Linked DNA regions of Gossypium hirsutum: region 1 is linked to region 2. The links are chromatin contacts, called in public Hi-C maps. All regions are on one chromosome and are shown on one strand. Each heading gives the region's core, a stretch centred on a gene start, on an enhancer-like site or on the middle of the called end of the contact. The rest is flanking DNA. Distances are from core to core; before and after follow the strand shown. Region 1 has its middle 15 kb from the start of LOC121213941. Region 2 holds the start of LOC107921588 (lipase).

Region 1 (4,207 bases), core at 383-2,882, 85 kb before region 2:
TACATTAGAGAGAGTAAATGAGGAGAGTGGAGACGGGAAAGTGTTGTTTATATCAGGGGCTGGCCCCGGGTGGAGATGCCAACCAGAAAAGCAAAATAAATTATGAGAAACAAAGATTTTCTAACGATAATAAGAGATTCTGTCAGACCCCAAACCCTTTTTACACTTACACCCTGCTGCTCACAATATATTTCCTTACATTTGATCAAAATATATTATTCTACAGTAGTTGTACTTTGAATAATTAAATGATTTTAAACATAAGAATAGAAACAATTAGTCCCCCCCCCCCAAATTATTTTTACACAATTGGATATTTATATATATGGTAGTTTGGATGGAGATGCGTTTGCTTATAATTAGTATAAAAATAACGGTGACAATAAAAATTAAATATTGTAACATGAGATAAAGAGTAAGTAAAATATACCGCACCAATCGTCCATTTAAACCCACCTACAATTTACTGAATAGTGAATATATATTTTAAATTTACGATTATTTTATAGATATATTTAAAAGTCTCTAATATAATATTATATATATATGAAAATATATCTCAGTGACATTTATATAAATATATAAAAATATTTATGAGAGAAAAAAGTATTAGAAATTGATTTAAAGAACTAAATAAGTGAATTTATTTTAAGAATTTGAAAAATCAAATATGTTGGTGTAGATTAATTTAAGTCGATACAATACGTATACGAATATATCTATACAAAAATTAAAACTAAATAATTGTAGCAACAATTATAGTGAATCATTAATAGAAAGGTATATTAAGGGTTGAAATAATAATAAATAATAATATAATAGTAAAATAGAAAATAGATTGTTATGTTTTTATAAATTTAGAATTTAATCCATGTATTTAGAAAGTTAAATTTTTTACTTTTCATATTTAAAAAATACAACTCAAACTAAAATATCACACCAATAATTACTGTAAAATAAAAATTTCCTTGTTAGTAAAATTTATATATATATTGTTAAAGGTATTTCGATAATCAATAATTATATTAGGTTTGATTATTTTGACAGAATTTTTTTAATAAAATATAATCTCAAACTTATACACTCACATAGATACCCATTTAAATTATCACATATGCATGATTTGTAGGCATGATTTGTGAATCAATTCTCCAAAACTTTAAAAATATAATAAACATTCTAGACTAATAAGCGAGATGTTGAATTCTTAGAATGGAATGGAACAACCAATAAAACGAGTGTTCTCTCCATTTATTTTTTTATTTATAATATTTAAACTTGAAAATTTTTAAACACAATATTATTTATGAGAATACCAAACTTCTTTTATCACTTATTTTAATAAAGGATAGTACTAATAAAAACTTGAATGCTTAATGTATCCTGCTCTAAACCGTGCAATGAAGAAGCCAAGAAACAAACTCTGTCTCTCTCTCTCTCTCTCTCTCTCTCTCTCTCTGTCACATACACACTCCTTTTCGAGATCCAAAAATAAGCAGGCAACTCTACAGGTCTGGTAATAACCTAGACATGTACCACAACACTTGGAAAAGCTCAACACACATATAATCACCACTTTTGGTAGTCGGGATCGTGTGCAACGCGTGGCAACTATCACTGCACAGCAACCTTTAATTCTTCAGGCAAAATCTGACAAGTAGCATGTAGTGAAAGCGACCGGTCAGAGCCATGGCTCCTTTTCAACAGCAACGACAAAATAATATTAGTAATTATAACAAAAGCTTTAATTAAGTCTATTAAATTCGCTGCTTACCCCACTTGTCTCTTCCACAGTTTGGCGATCCACCTAAAAAATCTTTCGATTAGACCAGTATCAAAACTGCCTCTCCGGTCCCACTGCCTTCTAGTGATACACGCGCACATATAAAACTCTTACTCCCTCTCTTCTCTCATGGAATTCAGAAGGATCAAAAATAAAAAAGAGATAGCTAGCCCGTAAACCTTCCACTACATTAATTACATTACATGCTTCTCGCTTTTAAACATCTAATCTCTGAAATCTGAAAAGGTCAGATTGTCCAAAAAGAGCTACTGCAGATGTGAGAGCTTTTTTCCTTATCTGTCTCTCAGCTGCAGCTGGTTGGCGTATATATGAATATGTAGAGATCTGTGAGATATAGAGCCATGGCCATGCCGTACTATCATTATTCAACATCATCTTTTAAATTTTAGCAAAAAGGTGAGTTTAGATGAAATGTGAGATATAATGTAGCGCTTTAAGTTTATTTTTTATTTTATATTATAATATTATTATAATATTTAATTTATTATTATTTTATATTAATTACAGGTAAATGCATCTTCATTTAAATTCATTCAAAATTTAACATACTATTATTTGTAAATTTAATTGGCAAGGAATTATGGAAAAAACCATTGCAAGGAGTTTAATGTGTTTCACTAAAGTTTGGCTTTTAAACCATATAAATGAAGAAACTAAGGTCAGTTATTAGAAAAGTGCAATTTTTTTTAAAAGTTTGATAATATTTATAATTGTTATAAATAAATGCTTCTAAGAAGGTAAATGTTCATTTAGACATTATATTGTAAAGTAAAAGATATGCTAGACCTTTTTAATTAGGATAAAAAGTAATATAAACCAAAAGCATTTTTGTTGAAGTTAAAAATTAAAAATTTTAGTATAACACTCATTACCAGTCTTGATGTTCAGTATGAATAAAATATATTACAGAACATGCGCTTATAAAAAATCCCACGAATATTAAAGAAATTAAACTTGAAAACAATTTAATAAAATCATTAAGTTAAAGATAAGTTCATTCGGAAAGCTTTAAAACAATTTAAAGTCATTTAGAAACTTCATAGAGTATTTGAGGGTGTTTGGGATAAAAAAACAAGCTTCGGCTATTTTATCAAAATAGTCCAAAAAATATTATATTTATAAAAATAATTTAGGTTTAAAAACAATCACCAAAATAACCTAAAATTAACAGTATCTACTCGTTTTTTGCACCCATGATTGCCTAGTAATTATGTCAGACTTAAAAAAATTAATTCTTTGGGTTTACCCACTCGTTTTTTGTAACCATGATTGCCTAATAATTGTGTCAGACTTAAAAAATTAATTTTTTGGGTTTTGGCCTGTCAATGGCCGGAACCCATGTATTTTTTTAAAAAATTGTATAATACTGATATACGAAAAAGAAAAAAAAGAAAAAGGAAAATTTTTTTTTGATGCTGGCTTGTCAATGGCTGGCACCTAGTATACTTTCAAAATTTTTTTTTCGTGTCAGAATCAGATATAAGTATACGAAAAAAGTAAAAAAAAAATTTTTTGGTGTTGGCCTGTCAATGGCTGGCACCCAGTACAATTTCAAAATTTTTTTTTCTTTTTTTTTTCGTGTCAAAATCAGATATTAGTAATACTACACAATAAAAAAGTTATGACTAATATCTAATTCTGACACGAAAAAAAAAGAATTTTTTTTTGAAATTGTACTGGGTGCTGGCCTGTCACTTTTTTCGTATACTGATATCTGATTTTGAAACGAAAAAAAAAGAACTTTTTTTTTAAAATTGTACTGGGTGCCGACCATTGACAGGCCAGCACCCAAATTTTTTATTTTTATTTTTTTCGTATACTGATATCTGATTCTGACACGAAAAAAATAAATTTTTTTTGAAATTGTACTGGGTGCTGGCCATTGACAGGCCAGCACCCAAATTTTTTTTTACTTTTTTCGTATACTGATATCTGATTCTGACACGAAAAAAAAAAGAATTTTTTTTTGAAATTGTACTGGGTGCCGGCCATTGACAGGCCAGCACCAAATTTTTTCTTCTTTTTCCTTTTTTGTATATTAGTATTATACAATTTAAAAAAAAATACATGGGTTCCGGCAATTGACAGACCAAAACTCAAAAAATTAATTTTTTTAAGTCTGACACAATTATTAGACAATCATGGGTACAAAAAACGAGTGGTTACTGTTTATTTTAGGTTATTTTAGTAATTACTTTTAAACCTAGGTTATTTTTATAAATATAATATTTTTTGGACTATTTTGATAAAATAGCCAGAAGCTTCAAAAGGGCTTAAAATGCACAAACAGTGTAGTGAAACAAAGTTCAATATAGCTTAGTCTATTCTTGTAGCTTTTTAGCTACTATCTACGATGTTTTGATACCTCTTAATCAATGTTTCGAAACTTTGATCCTCCTAGAA
Region 2 (4,506 bases), core at 410-2,909:
GGTCAAATCTTGATACCTAAAGACCAAGTATCAAGACTTGTTGCACTGCACTAATTGTTTTTTTTTTTTGTGAGTCGCTTTAATTCATAGAAGGCCAGTTTTATATTTCCAACACCACCAAACATCTTCGTATTGAATTGAAATACTTTTAAAATATTTTCAAACATTGTAATTACCTCAAACTTGATTTGGTGAATTTTATTGAAGAACAAATTATAAGTGTTAACTATATGTATTGACTATTGATAACATCTTTTATTCGTACGGATCATAAATAGATAAGCAGTAATATAAATAAACTTCAACAAGAATCAAAGATAGAAGAATAATCCTCGTGAAAACCGAATGGATTTTACATTTATTGTAAATAAAAAAAAAAACTTGCGGCAACAAGGGTTTAAAGAATCTTCAAAACTTGGGAAAAAAATGATCAAGTTATGAAATTAGGATAATAAATTCTAGATATAAACAAAGTAACAAGAATTGACTGAAAAGATGATATGGAGTAATGGAACCGATTTAAATTAATAACTGCTCAAAAAATTTAATAAAAATGTTCAAATTTTAATTTTGGTCCATATTTTATATTGGAATTTAAAATTTATCTTTATACTTTATTTTTTTAACATAGTTTGATACCTTAATATTTAGAATCTGATTAATTATTTATATTTTTTAAAAAAAGGCCTTTAAGTGATTCTGCGTGTCTTTTGTTTTACCTATAAGATAATGGTAAAATTTTAATATTAACCTCTCTACTTTGTTAAAGTTTAGCATCTAGTTTATATTATAAATTTAATAAATAATTAAAATACAGTTATAATTAAAAAATTGAATCTAACGAAAACGGGCAAAAGATTCTAGTTTTTCCTTAATCTTGTAATTCAAATGAATTTATTTGATGAAACAAGATAAATTGTATACAGTTTAAGCATTTATACTAATTATAAAATTCTTAATGAAATTAGTGTCTTTAATTGAGAAGAAAAAAACAAAACAAGATTATATAAATAGTCTACTTTTACTTCTTTCCCGTGTGCCGCAATCTAATTTTACATTATTTTTGTCATGATTACACGCTAATATTTTACATGATTCTGTACCAAAGTCACGTGTGTCATAGTTTTTAGTGTTATTAACATTAATTAAAACTTAAATAAAATAATATCCATGACAATGCATATTGTTGTAAATAGAGTAAAAAAGTTGCGTGATCGACAGCGATGAACAAATTAAAAACCAGGATTGGATAAGGGATTGACTTCCAGCTGGGCTCCAGCACACCCTGCCACTGTCTGTCCTGGCAACAATCGCCTAGAAATATTAATTTAACTAAAAAATCAAAACTTGTGTAAAAATGGGTTTTTTCCTTTTGGAAAGTAAAAATGGTTTCTTGTTGTTTTTGAAGGTCAAACAAAACGTCTCTCTCAGATCCAAAATTCTCAACGCATCCGTGTTTTTGGGTTTTCTAAATTTATAAAGAAAAATAGGATGTGAGAGAGAGATTTAGGGGGCTTTCTTTAAATGGAAAGGATTTAATATTCTATCTTTATCTTTCCCATAATTTAGTGGGACCCTTTTACTCCAACCGTGGAAAGGAGATAATGTGCACAATTTGGGAGGGGGTAGGGATAGGGGGGATGGATGGGGTTGCCTTTAGGACATATGGCATCTGTAATGGCTCTTCATTGGTTACTTTGGTATATTTGGAATCGAGGAATTTGTGGGAAAAAACCATTTTCAAAGTTAGAAACTGAAAGCCCGATGAATGCAGTGACAACAATAGAAACAGAAAAACCAAAACATACAAACAAACAAAGCAAAGCAAAAAAAACTTGGCACAGCCTGTTTCCATCTGCCCCCTTCTATGGTACTACCTTATATCATTGAAGGGTTTTAGCCTCTTTTCTTTACAATCTTCTATTCAGGAGAGAGAGAGCCTTCTTTTTTCTTTCTTTCTTTCTTTTTCTTTCTATTATTGTGTTGTAAAGGAGGAGGCTCTTTTGGAGGAGGTGGGGGACTTTTAGAAGATGTTAAGATGGTGGATATATGCTTTGCAATTAGCGGAGCTGCTTGTTAGTTCTTTGGTGCATGTGCTATATGGGTTGTATATCTTTAGCACGGCCGTTGCTGGAGATCTTTCCCAGGCTTTAACTGATCGCTTTTTTAAGCCTAATGCAAATATAGAGGTCAAAAGCGAGGATCCCAGTGGGACCAATGTTGATGATCTGCCTCCTATTGTATTGGTTCATGGCATTTTTGGATTTGGCAAAGGAGTATGCTTTTATTGATCTCTTCGTCATTCCTTCCCACCCCTCCCTCCCCCCCCCCCAATATTCATTAATATGGGATTCTAGTTTTAAGCTAGATCTTTTATCTATTATTTGGCAGAAATTAGGAGGTTTTTCATATTTTGCTGGGGCAGAGAAGAAAGATGAGAGAGTTCTTGTGCCTGATTTGGGATCTCTTACCGGCATATACGATAGGTTGGCCTCTTATACCATGAATTCCTGCCATTTGGTTTTGCTTTTTTTTTTGTGTTTTTCATATGGGATTTGATTGGTTTCAGGGCGCGTGAATTGTTCTATTATTTGAAAGGAGGACAAGTTGATTATGGTGAAGAACATAGCAAGGCTTATGGGCACTCGCAGTTTGGACGAACTTATGAACAAGGCAAGCATTAAGTTTCCCAGATTTTTATTTGACTATGATTGCTCTGTGTCTCTGTTTTAAATGGACGAAACTGCATTCGATTACTGTGATGCAGGGAATTACCCTCAATGGGATGAAGATCACCCTATTCACTTTGTTGGCCATTCGGCTGGTGCACAGGTCGTGCGTGTCTTGCAGCAGATGCTTGCTGATAAGGTATGTAAATTTCCCATTCATATGAAGAACAATCCTTCATCCACTTTATTCTACTCATTGTATGTTTTTTCTCCCCAGAAATTCAAAGGATACGAGGATACCTCTGAGAACTGGGTTTTAAGCATAACATCCTTATCGGGGGCTTTCAATGGCACTACTAGAACTTATTTCGACGGCATGCAGTAGGTTCCCTTTACACCATCTTCTTTGGCTTCAAAGCTTTTAATCATTGGTAGTATTAAGTTGCAGGTGATAACACATGTTGGTTGGTGTGATTTTCAGGCCAGACGATGGGAAAACGATGAAACCTCTAAGTCTGCTTCAACTATGTCGGATTGGAGTTATAATTTATGATTGGTTAGATATCCCGTGGCTAAAGGATTATTACAATTTCGGGTTTGATCATTTCAACATGTCAAGGAAAAAATTGGGTGCTTGGGGTCTAGTTGAATGCCTGTTGGGGAATGCAGGGCCGTTTGCTACAGGAGATTGGATCCTTACTGATCTTACAATTCAAGGGTCAATGGGAATGAATAGCCATCTCCAAACCTTTCCCAATACATTCTATTTCAGCTACGCAACCAAGCGTACAACCAAGATCCTGGGCGTAACAGTCCCTTCCGGCATTCTTGGTATACACCCATTGCTTTTTATACGAGTACTACAGATGAGCCAATGGCGTCATCCGCCTGATGTTCCTCCCCCTTACAAAGGCTACAGGTGCGCTCTATACCACATTATATTGTTACATTAACATTTCTAAAAATTACAAGTTTTAACATTGATTTGAAATCATGGTTTTAAGATAACAATGATTATAGAGTAGTGATGCCTTAAAAAAATGAGTACTTGCAGGGATGAGGATTGGCAGGAGAATGATGGAGCTCTGAACACAATATCAATGACTCATCCACGTCTCCCAATTGAGCACCCAAGCCGTTTGGTTGTCAATGATTCTGATTGCCTGCCTTTGCAGCCAGGCATATGGTTAGTATTATAATTATTCATTCCTATTCCATTATCAATCATTAACTTCCCATTATAATATGTTTCTTTTTTAACAACTTGCTTTCATTGGATAAAGTGGTTTCCACATGATGAGATAGGGTCTATATTCCATGCACGTGAACCAATTAGTGGTATTAAGTTAATAATACTATTTTATATTATTTAATGCAGGTATTACAAGATTGTAGAGGCAGATCACATATTGTTCATAGTGAATAGGGAAAGAGCAGGCGTCCAATTTGATCTGATATATGACAGCATATTTGAGCGTTGCAGAAAGCATGTGTTTAGAAAGACTCCACAAACATTACCCAATCAAGCTCCCTAAATAATAGTCTTAGCACCCTCTTATTTACTAATTCAATGTTTGCAGTTGGTAGAGAAAATCCATCATAACCCCCCCCCCGACCTTACTCCCCTGCTGTCAATGTAAATTATTTCCTTCTCATTTTTGTTTTTCCTCTTACCACTTTCACTCCTTTGTAGTTTTATGAGGGACATCACAAGATGTAGTTTATGTATCACTCTTGTTTTCTTAGATGTATTTTGGAAGACATTCATTCTCCTTTTATGTTTTATTCCTTACACTTTTATTTACTTTTAGAATTTAACGCTCTTGACCTATGAAAA

The links. A called contact is a pair of places that touch in the nucleus more often than the background predicts.
Region 1: a contact with region 2 is called in a Hi-C map of hypocotyl, with 3 times the contacts expected there. The contact joins the enhancer-like site here to the promoter of LOC107921588 in region 2. A contact is called at or near these places in 6 of 34 Hi-C or Micro-C datasets (hypocotyl, leaf and seedling).

Annotation. Positions count from the first base shown.
Region 1 is chrD01:51,680,421-51,684,627 of Gossypium_hirsutum_v2.1, reverse strand. No RefSeq gene overlaps it. Among protein-coding and RNA genes, the nearest start is that of LOC121213941, 15 kb to the right of the region's middle. Within about 2 kb of position 1,632, at least 3 of the 9 cell types and tissues checked have an H3K27ac peak or open chromatin away from gene starts, as enhancers often do. A contact at or near this core is called in hypocotyl and leaf, where this site is marked.
Region 2 is chrD01:51,594,935-51,599,440 of Gossypium_hirsutum_v2.1, reverse strand. LOC107921588 (lipase) reads left to right here and starts at 1,659. Exons shown (of 8, transcript XM_041087384.1): 1 at 1,659-2,276; 2 at 2,392-2,486; 3 at 2,570-2,673; 4 at 2,768-2,868; 5 at 2,947-3,050; 6 at 3,151-3,588; 7 at 3,724-3,855; 8 at 4,048-4,436. The coding sequence starts at 2,031. The coding sequence ends at 4,204.